Regions from separate parts of the Rattus norvegicus genome. Here region 1 is linked to region 2. The links are chromatin contacts, called in public Hi-C maps. All regions are on one chromosome and are shown on one strand. The core of a region is the stretch at or near the end of the contact, and the rest is flanking DNA. Distances in the headings are between cores, read along the strand shown. Region 1 overlaps Map4k4 (mitogen-activated protein kinase kinase kinase kinase 4). Region 2 has its middle 34 kb from the start of Rfx8.

The links. Hi-C and Micro-C count contacts between places; a contact is called where the count stands out from the background.
Region 1: a contact with region 2 is called in a Hi-C map of frontal cortex, with 2.2 times the contacts expected there. The contact joins two enhancer-like sites. A contact is called at or near these places in 4 of 12 Hi-C or Micro-C datasets (the A7r5 cell line, frontal cortex, hepatocytes and 1 more) and 1 of 1 datasets of contacts at active chromatin or transcription factors (oligodendrocytes).

What each region holds. Positions count from the first base shown.
Region 1 is chr9:49,746,295-49,750,823 of GRCr8, reverse strand. All of the region lies in intron 2 of Map4k4 (mitogen-activated protein kinase kinase kinase kinase 4), which reads right to left. Among named protein-coding and RNA genes, the nearest start is that of Map4k4, 52 kb to the right of the region's middle. Within about 2 kb of position 2,048, at least 12 of the 93 cell types and tissues checked have an H3K27ac peak or open chromatin away from gene starts, as enhancers often do.
Region 2 is chr9:49,548,790-49,553,241 of GRCr8, reverse strand. No RefSeq gene overlaps it. Among named protein-coding and RNA genes, the nearest start is that of Rfx8, 34 kb to the right of the region's middle. Within about 2 kb of position 2,756, at least 44 of the 93 cell types and tissues checked have an H3K27ac peak or open chromatin away from gene starts, as enhancers often do.

The DNA.
Region 1 (4,529 bases), core at 799-3,298, 200 kb before region 2:
AAAAAAGAGAGGTGGGAGACAGCACATTGGGCAGTGTGTTCAGGTCCTCGTGAGAAGCTGGTCCCCATGTCATGTCAAAAGCTGGCCATGACAGCATGCACCCAGAAGGAACACTAGTACTGTGAGCAGAGACAAGATGATCCAAGGGGCTCACTGCCCAGCCAGTCCAGCCAATCAGTGAGCTCCAGTCAGTGAGACCCTATTCTGACAGAACTGACAAAGCACTCATGAGAGCCCTGATGTTGTCCTCTCATTCACACTAACCAACCATGCTAACAGGACCCCAGAGACAAGACATATGCAGACATGGGCAAACTGTAGGTAGGGACAGTCTCCCTCCCTTTACCAGGCTAGAAGCTGTTTCTTAGTGGTGGTTGTTATTTAAGGTGCTAGAAAAAAAGGGGAAGGAGGGAAAAAAGAGATGGCAAGTCACTAATTATTGAACTCTAAGTCCTCACCATCAATACCAATCCAGGCCTGCACATAGTGGGCAGTCAGCAAATGGTTTTCAACAAATAATAAAGAAGAGGAACCTGCCTTTGTACATGCAAGCTCAACAGGAGCCAGCCCCTTCGAGCCCCTGCGATGACCTCTCCTTCTAGGTAATTCCATGTAAGCAGTACCTCCCTTCAGACCATCCAGGGATGGTCAGTGAGTTACAACATCTTCACAGAACACACAATCTAAAGGAAGTGGGGAGGAGAAGGCAAAGGAGAGGAGGGGAAGGGGAGGGGGAGGAGAGGGCAGGGAGGGGACAGAGGAGGGGGAAGGAGGGGAGAGGGGAGAGAGGAAGAAGAGGAAGGGGAAGAGGGGGAGGAGGAGGGAAAGGAAGAAGAGTTGGGGGGGGGGGGAGATTGCCTCTCCAGGGCCAGACACCCCTGTTGTTCCTTACAGACACCAGCTGTCCCATGCACTCACCCTCGTATGCTGCGCTTGAAGAACAATACACAGGGAAGGTCAGGAATTTGCCTTGACATGGGAGTCTAAAGCCTACAGACTGAAAACTACAACCTTAATCCAACACTCAAAAACCAAGAGCTGTATAAAACGGGTGTGGGGGGGGAAGGGGGGGAGGGAACCCTAGTCACCATTAAAATTATTAAAATGTGATCATACAAAACCCAGATAGCTAGCTGGAGAGGCCCAGGGCCTGGCTTTGGAGAAGGCTTGTAGGACAGTCTAATCTGTGACCACCCACCTCACTCCACCCCGGTGCTTCCTCCAAGAGCACTCAGAGGAGTTATTTCCTAGCTCTCTCTTATCACTGGGAAATCAAAGGAAGAACACGCTGAAGGTTTTAGGGTGATGGATCCGTCCTAACTAGAGATTCACCGTTCCACACATGTTTTAAAAACTCTATTCAGGACTTGTGTGTACAGAGAAAACTAGAGCCACTTTTACTTGACAATTTGTTTGTTTGTTTAAGTAACTAAACTGAGGCAGAAATGACTCAATGCCCAGGAGGTGCCCAAGCCCTAGGTTCTATTTTCCTGTTTTCTCAGTGAGGGGCCCTCAAGACAGACAGACAGACAGACACATCCGCTCAGAGACTGCAGTGTTTCCGGGCATTGTCTTCCTCCCTTCCCACTTCCCTTCCCTTTTCCTGTTCTTTTACACCGTCACTGGAGAAATTCTGATTTTACAGTCCATGGTGATCTAGGATGTTCAGATGGGAAAATTTCAAAACCAAGACAGGTAGAATTCCTGCCTGGATGCTAGAATCTTCAGTGAACTGTATGGAGGGCCCAGTAATGCACAAAGAACATGAAATGAATAGCCACGCGACATCTATAAACACAACCCCACACCAACATGAATGTGGAGAACACTCCCCTGAAAACCAGATAAAGCAAAGCCTCGGATCCTCATCGGGGGCCATACCTGAACATTTGTTCAATGTCCTTTCAATGGACTCCCAGACAGGATTTGTGATTCCCAACAGAAGACTCTCAGGCTAAAGACAGGAGAGTCTGCTGAAGGCCTGGGCCCTGCCATGTTACATGGCTTAGAGGGCAACAAGCCCAGGAGAGAAACTGCTGACCTCACCTGGATCACACCCCAAGACCAGCCACAAAATCTCAGCCATCTGTCTGTCACAAGTGCACCCCTACCTCCCTCACTCTTGCCGATGTCCGCCTCATTCCTGACTGCCGCCTCTACATTAGGAAGAGCAGGTGTCCAGGAGGCCAGAGCCTTCCCTCATCACCCCTCCCACAATGCCAGTCTTCAACACAACGTGTGACTGAGGGATGTGACTGAGGGACGAATACAGGAAACAACATGGTGAATTAATTCCACTGGATCCTGGTACAGTTTATACCACTTGGTGACGCTGTCTGCCCAGCATGGCTGCCTATTCTAGCAATCTTAGTTCCAATGGTTGACAGCCAGAGAGACAATGAACAGCCCAAGAACCCCCTGGTTAGTCTTTCAGTCCAATGTAATGGAGAAGATTAAAGGAGAATACTGAGTCCTAGCTTCTTAACAAACAAGGCCAGGAGGAAGATAAGCTGTTGCCAATCAGTGTCTGCATTGCCAGAGTTTTACACAATAATATTTTTATTCTGTAAAAAATGCAAAATGAGTCAAATTCAAAAATTTCAAAATACAAAATGGTGATGCATGTCTATAATCCCAGCACTTGGGAGACTAGGATAAATAGAAGGATCCAGGCCAGGCCAAGCCTCTCTTATATCTGGAAGTGCTGCCTCAAAATATGTGTGAGTGAGTGAGTGTGCATGCATGTGTAAGATTCATTATATTAAACTATTACTATGATTATGACGTTACTATGATTATAAAGACAGCCACATGGTTAAACAGCTTAAATAACTGTAGTAATAAATAAATACCAAGGGAAAACCACACAAATAAATAAAACAGTATGAAAAAATTAAGAAAATCTATGTTTCAATTAGCTATTCAAAAAAAGTTCAGAATTAACTTTATATCAAGCAACTGTATACTTTGTATTTTATATTAACCCTGCCCTCAAGAGGCAGTAGTATCCACAGGGGCAGGGAGGGAAGGAACTGTGGTCTGGGTACTAATAGTGTATATTACAGCTCACTCTGGCCATTACTAGCTCAGCAACAGTCATTAAAGCAACTCTCATACCTAAGTAAAGGATAAGACGGCCCACCATCATTCCAGCCCCAGTTAGAAGGGAGCACCTAAGTGAGGGAGAGGCTGCCCCGAGCCCACAGCTAAAACACTCTCAACACGGAAAAGCTGCAGCCTGGAGAAAAGACCTGCAGCTGCACCACCAAAGGAAACACTCGGGCTCACACCAAAAAGTACCACAGCTGAACTTCCCAAGGCCTGAGATTAAACAGTACGGTTATTTTGGAGATTACAGACTATGGCACACCAAGGCCAATGGCACCAAAGCAAGTTGGTCAAAGAATAAGCCAAGGGCTCATTCTGAAAATTAACTGCAAACTAGAGGCTAGGGAGAAAACGGCACTTAGAGAAATAATAAACTCTGTAATCCTGAATTAGTTGGGAGGATCTAATAAATACCAGGTTAATGACAACACCTTTCCACTCATCTTGCAGCGGGATAACATACTTCTGAAAGGAGTCTAAAACAAACCATTGCAGCTCTCATTTGACCAGACCTTGTCAACACATCTCTCAATGAAAAGAGTCTGCCTGACCTACAAGCAGAGTTTAGAAACACTATTTCCTAATACAGGAAACATAAAGGGAAGTGAAGACAAAGATGCCAAAGCTGAAAACAAATGAGAAAGATACAACCAGTAGTTAAATTTTTAAAGAAAACTCTGAAAGGGGGGAGGAAAGACCCTCAACTATGAGAAGACACCAAAGCTGTCTATTGCATGTATATTTATCCTACGGGGACAAGGCCAAATCTCAATGAGGGAGAGCTGGATGCTGCTCAGGCCCCCGGGGACATCCCCTTAAGACATTTATGTTCATGCTTATCTTGGAAAGAGTAAACGACTCAGGTGAATGACAACTGCTGAAGCAGTGTCATCCTTGCCAGGCTGCAAGACCACAGACACCATCTCCCCGGCCAGCCCCGCCTCTCACCATCAGCTCCGCCTCGTGTCAGCCACGCCCCTCACCATCAGCCCCGCTCTACCCTGTTCAGCCCCGCCCCTACCATCAACCCGCCCTGCCCCGTGTCAGCCCCGCCCCCCACCATCAACCCGCCCTGCCCCGTGTCAGCCCCGCCCCGCATTGCCAGCACCTCATTGCACCAGAAGGCACCATCCCACACTCAGAAAGAAGAGGTAAAATTTTTCCTCTATTTTTCCATGTCAAATTCTTGCAGCACAGAGAGCAGGCAGCCACTTTAGTTCAATTTACTGAACAAGAAAGGCATCTGGCCCAGAAATAGTTAAAATGAGAGCATAGGTCTACAGAATCTAGAAGTCTGTGAGACTGATCCAGGACCAACAAAACAGTAAGAGCAGCCCAGGCCCTGAACCACAAATAAACCTTGTCATTACAGCGAGTTTGGGTTGGCTCGGGCTGTTGTTTATTTTGTTATTTTTGATTTT
Region 2 (4,452 bases), core at 1,507-4,006:
CGGAGCTGGGGACCAAACCCAGGGCCTTGCGCTTGCTAGGCAAGCGCTCTACCACTGAGCTAAATCCCCAACCCTTCTATGTTGCTTTTTATGTTTTGACTTTCATTCCCATCTTAGAGGAGAAAGAGAAGCAGTCTATACTGTGTCACCCTTAAGTGCAATACTTGGGAGTCCTCAAAAAGTCATAGTAACCAGGTCTCTGCTGTCTTCTACTATTTAGTGCACAGTGGAGATGCTAAGAAAGTCTCCTTAATAAGAACCAGCTGCGCTGGAGAGACGGCTCAGTGGTTAAGAGCACTGACTGCTCTTCCAGAGGTCTTGAATTCAATTCCCAGCAACCACATGGTGGCTCACAACTATCTGTAATGGAATCTGATGCCCTCTTCTGGTGTGTCTGAAGACAGCTACAGTGTGCTTATATATAATAAATCAATAAATAAATCTTAAAAAAAAAAAAGAACCAGCCATCTAATCAGATGGTGCCTTGCCACATGACTTTATCTGTTTGGTTAAACTGTCCCTTAAATGAGTTCAAATTAGGGGTGTCCAGAACACTCCCCAAGACAGCACACACTATTGCTATCGCTCTTGGTTGCCCATCAGAGCTCGATGGTACAAGTGAGATGCTGAAGACACCATATACTTTCATAAGCAGACATGACGAAACCAGGATGGTACTAACCAGCAGGTCGCCACTCCTCACTGGCTTCAGAATATAGGAAAGTGCTTTGGAGGATGCAGGAGGTTGAGGGGTGGTTATCAAACTCTTCACCCACGAGAAAACTGTAAACCACGGTAGTGAGTGTGACAGTGGTGAAAACATTTTCACCAGACACCAACCACTTTCTGGGTGTATTTAAGGCCTGCTCCACAGGAAGAAACACGTTTAGCACTTTAAATATACCAAGAACCCAGGTTGGGGAGCTCATAGGCTCTAGGGGTGAGTCTGCCATTCTGCTAAGTGACATGGAATCAAACAGCCGTCTAAATCTATGTCTCTGTACTCACAGTAATGCAGCTCTCCGACTTGAGGTTAACACAGAAACTCACAACTGGTCAAAGTGCAGAGAAACGTGTCAGTGGGATGCTCAGCCACAGATGGGACATATATGCATCACAGCCCCTCCCCCACCAAAAGAGACCTGGTAGCAAGGTTGTCAGAGACAGGGGTCAGGGAGCCCAACTGGCTTCTCCGGGCGTGATGGGACCACTGTGTTCATGAACATAGGACATCTATGGCTGCCTAAGATTCTGTCTTGCCTAAGAATGCATGACATCAAGCTAGTTGACAATCCATCACGGACATGTGGGGGTGGTGGGGATAAGTCCCCTAACTGAGGCAGTTGATGGCTTCTGGAGATTTTTCTTTAAGGCTGTGGCCCCTAGTAGGTCAACCATGCTGCAGTATATGGCCCCATGCCCACAAGTAGATAGGCAGCAGGAACTGGGTTTGATGGGTTACTAAATGGGCTGGGTGACTCTTTGAGTTGGAGGCCAGCCTGGTCTACAGAGTTAGTCCAGGACTGCCAGGCCTACACAGAGGGACCCTGTCTTGGAAAACAAATGTGCAGGGACATGAAATTGGGTGGGGTGGAGGGTCTGGGAAGAGTTATAAGGAAAGGAAGGTGAATATGATCAATTTCACTGATGAAATTCTCAAAGAAATAGTCACATATATTTACAAAACAAGAACAACAACAACCTCAAAGCAAAACAGCAACGAGTTCAAATTAATGCTAGGCTGTGAGACAAGACGGGACATTGTAGAATCTTGTAACAGCCTGATCTTAGGTTCACGTGCTATGTCTAAAGCACACGATTGACAGTGCTAGAATGAACAGATAGTAATTTACCTTAGCATGTGTGGGCTAGCCTATGAGAGACCAGCCTTCCCCACTGAGCCTTAACCACTCCTGATGAGGTCCACAAGGAAAGCCAGTTCGGGCTTCTCTCTGACTGGGGTATTAATGGATCTGGTCCCTGAAATGGATTAAGTATTTGCATCTCTCTCTCCATAACTGTAGGTCAAACCATCATCTCTCGTGGCATAGAGTCTTCATCTGTCTTGTGAGGCCGTAGCGGAGTACATGAGGCTGGAGTATTTATGAATTTCGGGGATGCCCTTCTCAACCATTCAGGAGGCCAGGAGGCCAAGATCAAGAGGTTTCTCTCTGACAGGATCTTTTCTCTACATCTTTGCACAGCAGAGGCGATCGCACAGAGGAGACAGGAAGAGAAGAAGAGAGGGTTCCGACCTATCCTCTTTTCAGAACGACTCCTACGAGACTTGTTGACCTCTGGAATGCCAAGCTCTGGTGAACTCTACCTGTTGGCAGCATTTTGTCACAGGAGGCCAGACTGACTAAAATACGCTGCTCCCACAGCAGTGTATCTAGATCTACTCTAGAATTGGCTCACGTCCTCCAACAGAAGGTGGCTGTTGAGTTTGCTTTGTTGTTTGTGAGTGAGTCCACTACGTACCCCAGGTTGGCCTAGAACTCACGATCCTTCGCCTTGGCCTCACGAGCTGGGCTTGGGGATCCAACAGAGTTTCGGGTTTTGTTCATGTGTGGTAACAGTCATTGTGTGTGTAAGTTTACACAGACAAAAGCACTCTGCTCCTAACCCTCATCCCCAAAGTCACAAATCTACACTTAACCAGAGAAAATAGCCCCTCAGCACGACTTCCTGTATCCAGGGGCGGGACTGTTTTGTGCTTTCCTTCTTCTCTGCTGCTCATTGGCTGAGTCAGCCCTACCAGCCGCCCCTGGGCTTCTTTCCAAGTTTTCTTTACTACAAGTAGCAGGGACAAACTTTTTTTAAATACTGATTGCTTTTTCCTAGCTTTTAGAATCTTCGAAGTCAAAGAGTTCAAACCATCTTTAGCTTTTCTAACTAAGGGCATATCTACAAAAACCCACCATGTGCCTGCCCCTAAAGTGCCATGGAGCTGGAGTTACCCCAGCCCCACCAGTACAAGGTCTAGTCATTTCTCTTTATTCAATCTAGTTTGTGTAGTAAGCCTTGGGCTTGTTTCACTATTCATTTTTTTCTCTGTCCATGGTGTGACTCAGAAATCACTCTCTGTGTGTGCTTCCAGTCAGAGCTCTGACTAAAGACAAGTCTCGACATTCACTCCCCAGCCCTTTGCCTATGGTTTAATGTGGAGTTCGTTGCATGGTTAGTATGGCTACACTGCAGGAGATTTACCTGAATGAACTGTGAAGGAGAAGCAGAGAGCTAAACAGGAAGGCTAGGAAGCCGTCCTTCCCTCCTTCCCTCAGCAGGCATGCTCCTGAAAGGCGGCGTTCAGTGCAGGCCATCTAGTGGATCCTCCTGGGAAAAGTGCCCAGGGGGAGACAAGAAAACCGTTTGCCAGTGCAGGAAGATGGAGCCCAGCTCAGAGACTGGTGTTCTCACAGGAGGAAGACTACAGATCCTCCAACTGTTGGGGGCATGCTGTCCCTTCCCTCTTCCTGGCGTGGGTGTGTGGGAACCAGCAAGAATGAAGGCAGTCGTGCTGTCTGCTGGGAGTTGGGGCCTTAACTTTGACTTAGCATAAATTCTGACCAAGAACATCGCCCTGCCCCCCACCTCTCCTCAGCCCAGGGCCCCACTATACAGGATGTAATTCATCAACTGTTAGCTGAGGCCCCAGTGTGCCAAACAGACTGCTGGGACTGAGTCAGAAGGAGGGAAGAGACTGGCGTGAGACTGCTGTGACGACCTGGGTGTGGTCAGGTAGGTGGGACGTGAGGTCGCAAGGTCACGAGAAATACAGAGTCAGGGATGTTTTTACAAGATCAGTAGAATTGATTTTTAACCACACACTGTTCCTTATATTTAAACAAAACAAAACACACCTAGGTAATTAAAAAAATGACAAGAAACATACACACTGGTATGAAACTCCCCTTACATAATATGTATGTAACATGTAATACATAATATTCAATCTATATAGTATAGTGCCATGTATAGCATATGTATATATAAAAACTAACAATGAAATACAAAAAATATGGAATAAACAAAACTTGCATGTTTTCTGTACACATGCATGACCATTCCTGAGCAACCACCAATGTGTGATTCAGTTCCTGGAGGTGGAATCTGAGGCAGACTCAGGTGAGAGCATTTCGTCAGCGGGACCTTTTAGGAAGGAGCAGCACGAGCTCCATCACCGTTACCACTGCGAGCTGCCTCCATCATGACAGTCTCCTCTCTGAGTCTGCTGGGGAGGTGGTCACAGCCAGAACCCATGCTACCTTACAGGGTCCCTTACAGGGAGAGCATAGCGTCATGTTTGCATAGAACTAGCCTGCATCCTCCTGAGGCTTCGTGTGTCCCTAGCTGCCTTAGACTCCAGAGCAGCATGCTCTGGAGAAGCAGGACAAGACTCCCTACGTCTTCAATCCTGAAGTCCCTTCCAGAGATTTTTTTTGTTCCTTA